Linked DNA regions of Mus musculus: region 1 is linked to region 2. A link is a contact called in public Hi-C data. All regions are on one chromosome and are shown on one strand. Each heading gives the region's core, a stretch centred on a gene start, on an enhancer-like site or on the middle of the called end of the contact. The rest is flanking DNA. Distances are from core to core; before and after follow the strand shown.

What was found. Hi-C and Micro-C count contacts between places; a contact is called where the count stands out from the background.
Region 1: a Hi-C map of cerebellum shows a contact between it and region 2, with 2.2 times the contacts expected there. The contact joins two enhancer-like sites.

What each region holds. Positions count from the first base shown.
Region 1 is chr12:68,773,803-68,779,021 of GRCm38.p6, forward strand. No RefSeq gene overlaps it. Among named protein-coding and RNA genes, the nearest start is that of Gm31307, 130 kb to the left of the region's middle. Within about 2 kb of position 1,894, at least 3 of the 459 cell types and tissues checked have an H3K27ac peak or open chromatin away from gene starts, as enhancers often do. A contact at or near this core is called in cerebellum, where this site is marked.
Region 2 is chr12:67,801,389-67,806,976 of GRCm38.p6, forward strand. No RefSeq gene overlaps it. Among named protein-coding and RNA genes, the nearest start is that of Gm26256, 190 kb to the left of the region's middle. Within about 2 kb of position 3,088, at least 2 of the 459 cell types and tissues checked have an H3K27ac peak or open chromatin away from gene starts, as enhancers often do. A contact at or near this core is called in cerebellum, where this site is marked.

The sequences.
Region 1 (5,219 bases), core at 644-3,143, 970 kb after region 2:
TCCAGAGACGAGCCCAAAGTGGGATCCAGCTCAAGGGGAGATCCCAAGGCCTGACACTGTTACTGAGGCTACGGCACACACACAAAAAGGGGACTATTATGACTGCCCTCCGAAAGACCCAACAAGAAGCTCAAAGAGTCAGATGCAGCTATTTGCACCCAACCAATGGACAGAAGCTGCTGACCCCCATGGTTGAATTAGGGAAAAGCTGGAAGAAGCTGAGGAGGAGGGTGACCCTGTAGGAGGACCAGCAGTCTCAATTAACCTGGACCCCCAAGATCTCTCAAGCACTGGACCACCAACCAGGAAACATACACCAGCTGATATGAGGCCCCCAACACATATGCAGCAGAGGACTGCCTGATCTGGGTTCAGTCAGAGAAGATGCACCTAACCCTCAAGAGACTGTAGGCTCCAGGGAGTTTAGAGGTCTGGTTGGGTGGGGGATGGGGAGTGGGGATATTCTCGTGGAGACAGGGGGTTGGGGAGGAGGTATGGGATGTGGAACAGTCGGAGGGTGGACAGGGGTTGGGGGGATTGGAATAAAATCTGGAGTGTAAATAAATAAATAAATAAATAAACAAAAGATTAAAAAAAAAAAGAATGTGTGGTGATTTTCTAAACCACCACTTTCCTGAAACACTTCTGGCCTCTGCCCATCTCTCTGTCTTTTCCTGGAACCTTGAGAATACTAGACTTTCAGGACTAGTATTAACTATATTTACATAAATACTCAGAATCTTAATATTTGCTGGGTCAGTTCCTTTTTGCACACATAAGTATATGAAGTCAAAATATATAAGGACACTGATGGCAGGATCATTTAGATTGTAGCTTCAATGTGCTATGTAAAAATAAAATGGGTGATGAAGCTCAAAAGTTGCAAATGCCTAGATAGTCGGAAGTACTATGAAGATATCATATATCAAACACTATGGATACATAACTCTTCTTGGTCTTGAGGATCAAGTGACCTCTACCCGAAAAGACCATTACTTTGTCCTTCATTTTATTCTTCTTCATTTCCCATAATGTTTTTATGGGAGCCAGCAGCAAGACTTGCTTCTGCGATTTTCCTCCAACCATTGCCAGGACTCCAAATGCATTGCCAAAAATGAAAAAAGACAGAGAAGCGCTCAGCTCCTCTTCAACCCCGCCATCCGTCCTTCCTTTGCAACTGGCTCTCCTCCATGCAGACTTGGCCTGTACTACTCGCCTTCTGGAGAGCCCCAGGCTATGCTGAAGCAGGTGTCTGCTGTCTTGTCTGTGCTCCACCTGAGCTACATCAATAACCAAATCTTCCCTCCACCGGGGACAGGGGAACCATTCTTTCTGCTGGCAGCGCCACTTGACTCTCGGTACCCCTCATTAGTCCATCAACATCAATTCCTAAAAGTTCCCAGTCTAAACTCTGAACATCTCCAAACAACACATAATAATGTAAAAAATAAAATAGATAAATCTCCTTAAACACCATATACTATCAATAGATTGACATAGTGTAAGTTACAGGTGCCATATCACCTACTCCTGGCTCGTGTCACCATTTACACTTCTAAAACCTCTTTGTTTAAGTAAACCATGAGCTTAGAGAGAATACAAATTTAGAGGAGATTCTCATTTGCAATTGAAGATTGAATTATTGGACTGTAACTGAAATTTAATTTTAAAGACAAGGATCGTTTCCTTTTTAAAAATCCAAAATCTCTTGCCTGCCTTGAATTTATTCAGTTGTTTCTGTTTCTTGCTCACCTGTCATCCAGATGTTTGTTTATCCACTATTGTCTGTTTAATAGAGCCCAAGTGATGGGGTGTTGATGTAGTATGTTCACATAATAAACTAGGTCTCCCTTTTGTCTGCCATATTACTCCAGATGGAAACACATTGGCACTTCGTATAAGCCTTCCTGGGACCCTTCTGTTCAAAATTGCTATGCCAGTGAGGAATATGCAAATTGGAACCGTCCACCAAATGCAGACAATATAATTGAATTAGAATGCTCCAAGTTTTCTGAATGGCACTGGATTGTACTTCACCATTTCACTTTTTTAAAATAAATCCTTGCCTGAGTCTGCCATTCTAATTTCTTTTTCTCTGAGATTATAATATAATCACAACTCTCCATTCCCTTTCCTCCCTCCAAATTCTCCCAGACACACTGCCTAGCTCTCTTTCAAATCCATGACTTATTTTTGCATTAATTGCTATAATGTGCACATATATGTCTGTGTCTAAATATAACTACTAAGTCCATGTAATGGTGTGTGCGTGTGTGTGTGTGTGTGTGTGTGTGTGTGTTTTCTGTGCTGACCATTTGGTATTGGATAATCAGTTGATGTACCTTCCCTAGGAAAGACCATTTCTTCTGCTCTCAGGAGTCCTTGGTTATCTGTGGTTCTTTGAGCAGGGCCGAGGCTTCATGAGGCTCCCCTGTCAGTGTTGGCACATTTACTGGTGTCTTCCTTTCTCAGCTCATGATTTAGCTGTTATGTTGGTAGACATCACCAGTGTAGCTCCTGACATTTCTAGAAGAGACAATCTCAGAGAAAAGTGCCTATTCTGCTGGTTCTTACACTCTTCCCATGCCCTTTTCTGCAGTGACCTTCAGCCTTAGGTGAAGGAGTACTGTTGTAGATGGATCATTTGAGACTGAGCTCTACAGCTCTGCATTTCGATTAGTTGTGGTTTCTGTTATTGTCTCTGTCTGTTGCAAAGAGACATCTCCTTGATGAGGGAGTGAGTACTACCCTTATCTGTGAGTATAAGGACAAATGTTTACATTGTTGTTAGGAATTACGGTGGTTTAGTAAATTAGTGTTTGTTGGTTTTCCTGCAATATCTATGATTTCACTACATTCTGATTTCTTTATATATATATATAAAACGCATGTAGCACATACCTTATGCCACAAGCACAAAAAGTTGCACTTCCTGCATTGATGATTCCTTCTGGAATCTATTCCTTCAATTATATTTTATGGTATAAGATGAGTTACCATGTTGCTTACAACACAATAACAAGCAAATCAGAGAGAGACATAAATAAACATATGCCAATACCATGTCCAAAGTTAACTATTAAAGAAAATTTATAATGGAATCACTACACAAATCCCCAAACTCCTTTAGTGCATGCATATGCACATACATTCAGGGTACATCAACACACACACATACATACACATACACATACACCTTAAATGTTAACTCAGTCAAGCCCTATTTTTTCCATATTACTATTATATCGTCAGGTTTAATTAAAAACCATTATATCAATCATCCCAGGTTCCCACACATGACTAATGCTTTATAAAATCTATGGAAAATGGACTTCAGTTCTGTCAAAATAATGACATTTTTAAATAAATAAAGTAAATGAACAGAGACCATCAGCACCAAGTGACCTTGCTGGAGTATTTTTGCCACACACGTGCACAAGACTCTTGGTCACACTACAACCTGAGACCTGAGAGCCCACAGTTACTTGGAACTAATGCTCTCAGTCACCCAGGAATCTCAGGAGCACTGAATGGAATGCTGCCATTTCCTGAAGTACAGCATTTATTTAATTATCCTAAGTTTAAACATTTTATTGTGCCTTCTTATATTGTATGTTCTGAAAAATTACATTCTAAGAAAAACTACAGAAAAAAATCTGGGGAAAAGAAAGCACTTTCTGACACTAAATCCAGAAAAAAAATATTATTTTTGAATATCTACAATGATGATAATATTTTGAAATTTATTAATGTGCTTTATTTCTGCTTCTGAGCCCTGTCATTTTAATTGCATCTGACTGGAGACAGCAAATGATGTTTTTTTTAGCTGATGAAATGCAAAAAGAAAGAATGAGGTACCTCCCAGCTTCTGATATGCAAAATAAAATTATGCAGGAAGAAATAAGCTTGCACACTAGCTCTCATTTTAAAAGAATATGAGCCCCAAGATAACAGTCATTGGTTTTGTTCACAGCTGCATCTCCTATGCATAGAACCTGGTAACAGTAGACAACAAATATTTTGTGAATGAATGAGTGAATGAATAAATGAGAATAAGTTGTAAAATTTATTTTGTCTCCTGAAGCATGTCAGCAACCAAGCCTGAGTTTTCAAGTCAACCTACACTTCTCTCAGGAGATAGAAACTACAACATTCTGTAGTAATAAAAGCATTCAGCTTGCTTTTCTATCAAAGAAACCTTGTGGTGCTAGAGGGCAGAAGAGAGGCTCCACCATCCCCTCCCTAAGGAGACTGCAAGAAGAGAAAAGAGGGAGTAAGACACTGGAGGTGTGGGCACTGATTGCTGAACATCAGAAAAGCAAGGAGATCAAACAGCTTCCACCATCCTCCACTCAAATACCATCTCCCCTATGACTCTCGAACCAACCTGGGGAGTTGCTGCATCAATTTGTCAATGCTCTTTGGCAAGATAAAGAGAGAGGGTGATGTTTAGCTTTCTGAGCAGCTCCCCTTGGCTCTCCTGTGGCACAGGGGAAAGACAACAGAAGTAGCTGAAGTCAGCCAAGGAGACAGACAGAAGGTAGGGGAGGAGTCCTCTAGCAAGGACAACACACAGGGTCAAATCCCAGTTGAATGAAAGGCCCAACTAACTAGAGAGAAGAGAGCCTGCTCAGAGGTTGGGGACAGTCCACACAACATTCCAGGTGTATTAGCAGCTGCCTAACGGATACATTTAACATAAATTTAGCAGCTTGAAACCGCATCCATTGTTAGCTACAGTTTAATGGTCAGGGGTCCCTCACAGCAATTGGGCACGTTTTGTTTGCTTCACTGTTGCTATGATGAACCTATGACCAAAAGAAACTTGGGGTAGAAAGGGTTCCCTGTAGGTTAGAGCTCATTATCACAGGACACCAGGAAGAACTCAAGCAAGAAGCTGGAGGCAGGAACTAAAACAGAGACTGAGGGGGAACGCCCCTTACTGGCTTGTTTTTCATGGCTTACTTAGCTTGTTCTAAACAACCCAGGATGTCCTGTCTGGGGGTTGTGCCACCCACATGGGCTGCTCCTCCCTTATCAATCATCCATCATGTCCACAGGCCAATCTGATGAAGATAACTCCTCAGTTGAGGATCCTTCTTTCCAAGTGACCAGTTTGTGTCAAACTGACAACACTAACCTACGTTAACTGGGTTCTTTGTTTGAAGTCTAACAAGGCTATAGTCTAGATGTGAGCTGCATGCATTCTCATTGAGAGG
Region 2 (5,588 bases), core at 1,838-4,337:
TGATGCCTCAGCTGGGGGAACTGTGAGGGGGGAGTGGGTGGGTGGGTAGGTGGATGGCAGAGCATCCTCATGGAAGCAGGGGTGAGGGGAGTAGGATAGGGGTTTGTGGAGGGGAAAACTGGAAGGGGGACAATATTTGAAATGTAAATAAATAACCCATACAAAAACAAAATAAAACAAAAAAAGTAAATTAGGCCTGGAAGAATGGCTCTGCTCAGCCATCAAAGGCTAGGCTCACAACCAAAAAGACAGAATAGAAAATAAAACTATAAAGGAAAGGAAAGGAGAGGAGAGGAGAGGAGAGGAGAGAGAGAGAGAGAGAGAGAGAGAGAAAGACAGACTCCACATGCATACCATGAAGTAGGGACCAAGTACTCAAATGACTGATGCAATGGGGGACATTTTATTCAAACTATTATAAAATGTTGGTTCCCTGTCTTTTGTTGTATGTTTTGGCTAGAATTTGCAAATAAAAGAAGAAAGAGAAATCACTGAATGCAATGCCTCAACTGTTTTAGACCCTTGATAATTTGTGAAGTCTATTGGGAACAGTCTCCAAGCTTGTATCACTTAGGGAACTTCCAAATTGTTCAGGTTAACTGGGTTAGTATATACAGATTTCTGTATAGTGCAGCAGCACACAGACCTCATAAACACACATATAATACAAAGAAAAATTCAAAAAATAAAATGAAATTTAATTTTGATTATTTTCTAAAATATTAATATTTTAATTTTCTCATTTATGGCTATATGAGAAAGTGTCTCTCAATACACAATTTATTAGCAGCTTTCTAAACTGTAAAAAATAATAGTATTTGATTATTCATTGCCTTCCTTTCCTCCTCTAGCCTTTAACCAGAATTTAAAATATAAACAATTTCTCAAAGGCTCCTTCCAATTTAAGACAATTGAATCTCTCTCTCTCTCTCTCTCTCTCTCTCTCTCACATGAGAATTTATGAGAATTTCATAAACTACCTTATCATATGGCAGATGGACATGCCGTTGTGAGATTCAGACAGCTTTAGTTTGACACTTGGTTTGCAGAGGTTATTTCCTGATTGTTAAGGGATGTAAGTCAATTAGTAAGTATTCAGGAACTGAACATTTACATAAATTTAAGTAATACAGGCAAAACATTGCAGAGAAGATTTTTGGAGACTGGATACTCAGTTTCTAAATATAAGAGGCAATTAAGAATGTTACGAATCTCTGAGTTCTGGAAGCAAAATTTCCAAACAGAAGTTAATTCTCCAATATTTATACTTGCTGTATACTCAAGGGCTCTAGCTTACATAGAACAACCCAAGAATTGTGTATCTTCAAAATTGTCCTTCTTGTAACCTAATAGATAATAAGATTTGATCCAAGACTCAAACTGTGATAAATAAAACTCTTTGGAGCTAACATGAATCTAAATCCAAAAGGTTATCTGAAACCTAGATGTGTAAAGTGTTATCTTTTTAAAAATGTTACATAAAGTAAGGATTATCCAAGAGAAGATTTTGTCATTTAGTGGCTTATCACCCCATATTTAAGAAAAGTCCAACTTATAGTTACCTGAAAGCTTACTTTCAGGCAAATTAGATAAACCTGGAGCTTTCAGAATGAGACTTTGCTTGACTGCTGGACTGAAACCAGCTTAATTAATCAAATTCTAAAGCATTCCCATTCAGCCATCAAGTCAAATACATCATATTCTCCTTTATCAACATATTTGATCAACATAATTTTGATATGGGTATGTTTGTAGAGCATATGTTTTTTTATTACTGTTGCTCTCCTCCTCCTCCTCCTCCTCCTCCTCCTCCTCCTCCTCCTCCTCCTCCTTCTTCTTCATCTTCTTCTTCATCATCATCATGATGTTTGTCTGTCATTGAACTCAGTATGTACAGCAGGCTGGCCTCAAACACAGAGATCCATCTGCCTCTGCCTCCTGAATGCTTGGTCTAAAGGAGTAGACTACCACCACCACCCACTGTACACATATTTTTAATATTAATAATTTGATATTAATACAGTATTAATATACATGCATGAAAATAGGTTAAAATAATATAGATCTATTAGAAAGTCTCCCTTTATGCCATCTTCTCTCCATTGTCATCAAACTATCATCATAGGTGTGTTCAGCTATATACATCTACTACATTTATAGCTAAGGTATCCAAAGATAAACAAAATCTGCAAATTTCCTATTCAAACATTCTTGAAAAGAATACTTTCCTAGAAATCATATTTTCAATGAATGTTCTAATTCATAGTATATGAATTTTTATATTCCAACTTTAACTGCATTTAATTTAAAATTTTCCTTGTGCTTAAAAACAATGAGGTTTTGTTTCTTTGGAATTATGGATCTAAATTTTCTTGTTAGATAATTAATTAATTAACTAGATAATTATTTAATTGTGAATTCATGAGAGTCTGAGATGGCAGGTTACTGTGACCATCTAAAGACAGCTTGAAGGAGTCATTTCTGTTTCTACTATTAGGTTCCATGGACCAAATGCAGGCTGTCAGGTCAGGTTTGATGTTATGTACTTCTACTTGTTGAGCCATCTTGACTGCCCTTAGAATTCTTTTTAACTAGACACTGAGGAACATACTGAAACTTGACAAGTGACATGCCCATATAATTATTATTCTTTTACCTTTTCCCAGTTGGACACTAAAAACATTTTTCAGGGTAGTATGTTGCACCTGTAGTAGATTATTAAAATGGAAACAGTTATTGAAAGAAGTGTAATGTTTTCCAGCTCTCTCTGACATAGCCATACATTTACTGATAATAAGCATGTGTGTGTTTATATAAAGGCAAAAATACTCCCATTGTGCTTTACAAAAGCATTACTTATAAAATGAAAAAGGTTCAAACTTAATTTTGAGGGAACTAAAAAAAAACACTATTTTGAGTGTTACGTTTATAGCAACACAAAATCTTAGCACCTTTTCCATGAAATGTAGCATTTGAACCAATCTGTTGGCAGCAGGAAAAGTAGGGACGCTTCTGATACATGGGAGGGCGGGAAGGCTCTCACTTAGGGCTTGGCAATCTTGCACTCTTGTGGCAGATGGTCACACACTAGGACATTTGGGCTGGCACCCGGCCTCTGGCAGATGCTCAGTTCCTTCTGTGTTTACTACTATTTGGAGTGAGTGCTGTGATTCCTGGCCATGGACATGGCACGATCAGGCCCAACCTTGAAGCTCAAAGTTACTGTGCCCTCCTGTTCTCTGTTTTGTCCCACATAACCTAGGATAGCAAACAAAATAAAAAAGATAGTTGCACTGAAAAGCGTTTTGAAAAGCCTATATTAAAATATGGTTATGGGTGGTGATGGTGCATACCTTTAATACCAGCACATAGGAGGCAAAGGTAGGCAGATATCTGAGTTCTAGACCATCGTGGTCTACACAGGAAGTTCCAAGACAAACAAGATTACACAGAGACAACCTGTCTTGAAAAACCACCACACCATCATCAACAAGAAGGTATTATATATACTCTCCAAATTAAAAAAAAATGAAAAATTAAAACTAAGAAAAAGGAATTTTGGCCTTCTGATCTTCTCAAACTTAATTCATAGTAACAATTATGATGTGGACTGCAGTTATAATGGAAAATAAAGAGACTCATGCTACCAAAAAAATCAACTTTTCTATGTCTGGAAATTTATCAGTATGTAAAATAATTTTACTTTTTTTGTTGTTGAAAAAATTTCCAGAGTTGAAGATACACTACGTAATGTTTTCTCATCAGGATAAAGGGCACAGATCACCATGTGGTTTACTTGCAAAATTGGGTTATGTGAAGATGAAGTTTACAACTCTCAACTCTGTTAGTTTCAGTCCCACATTAAAGTATAAACGACTTTGTTCATAATACTCTAGTTCTCACAAGTTGAAAGTTATGTCCTAAGTCAGAAACAGCTACCTCAAAAACATGCAAACCTTACCATTCCCCATTAATTATTCAATCCACAATAAGATTTACAGCTATCAGGAGCATCCTATTGCACTTCTAGGATATTAACAAGAACTACATTGTGAATGAATGTGTGAAGAAACAAAGAGATGGGGAGGGAGGGTGAAAGGAAGGAAGAAAGGAAGGAAAAATGGGAGAGATTAAGAGAAACCAAGAACAATATAAAGAAAAACGTGTGTATCCCTGTAACCTTGAACCACATTGAATCACAACTATGTTGTGAGAAACACCAGTGTGAGAATGTTTTCAGTTAAGTTTATAATTACATATTGGTTATACTCATATCTATCCCCAGCAAGCACAGAGAATATAAGATCCAGTGAATGCCAGTATAGTCAAAGGCCTTTGATGGACTGAAAAAAGAAAACGCAGGCTGATATTTTTCAGTCATATATTTAGATGTCTGAAAAGTAACAATAAAAATCGCTAGAGTATTGACAAGAGTGAGCTGACATCTCCACAAGGATACAGTACTCTGTGTGTCCTGGGAGGAAAGAGGAAAAGGGAATCTGTTAGTGGGAAGAAAAGAAACCAAGCCTGCTACAGGTTTGGTTTGTTGAGGTTTTGCCTTTTACTGTCTATTTTAATGCTAAGTGGGGGTCTCCAAGATGTGGAGTCTGAAGGTAGCCCATGTGACCCTGTCCCCAAGGTAATTCTAACTAATGAATAAAGATGCTGACAGCTAGTAGTTAGGCAGAAAAGACATAAGGTGGGGTTTAGGTTTCCCAGCTAGGGGTCAGAGGATGGACAAAGAGAGGAAGGAGGTACTGGAGAAAAGAAAGAAGCCACCACAGGACAAGAGAGCATGGCACTGAGAGCTGCCCAACTGGAGTTAAGAGCAGCCCAGATGGAACATAGTAAATAGTAAATAATAACTCGAGTTATTGATAGGAAAGTAGATTCTAACAGCATGGAGGGTAGTCAGAATGCCACCTCTTGTGTTATTTAAGGGTTATGGTAAATATAAATGCTTTGTGTCCTTCATTCAGTTACTAAATGATCTAAGGTAAGGTAGAAACTCTGGGATGGAATTTTAAATTTACTCAGTCTGTAGGACTATCACACTAACAGTGGGGGAAAAAAGTTTCTTAGTAACTGAAAATTGAAGAATAACTAAAAAAACATCACTGTCAACAGTGGAATTTGTTCTGCCTTGGCAACCTAGATAAGCTGAAGTTCAAGGGATATGTCCTGCAGTCAGACATATACAGTTACATACCTGTAAACTTTTGCCAGATATAGGAAGAGAAGTCTGGAACAGGCTTGTAGTGAAGAGTAGAAGGTTGGTCCTGATATACTTATTATATACTATACATAAGAAATATTTCAAACTCTGGAGTTGTAAGGATAGGAATACATCTCAGTTAATAGAATGCTTACCATGCACAAACCTCACGCAGGAGGACCAACAAACAGCTTTAGAACTCATTGAACACTGCTCACCAGTTAGCACAACATGATAGCTGTGCTTTTGAGCTGCATGGCCCCAGGGACTATCTGTCCTGAAGACTTCACACTGTTGTGGAGTTTTGCTCTGCACATGGCCTCCACATCCCTCTTAATCTAAGAATTGTACGGAAACTCTAAGGGGGCGTCCA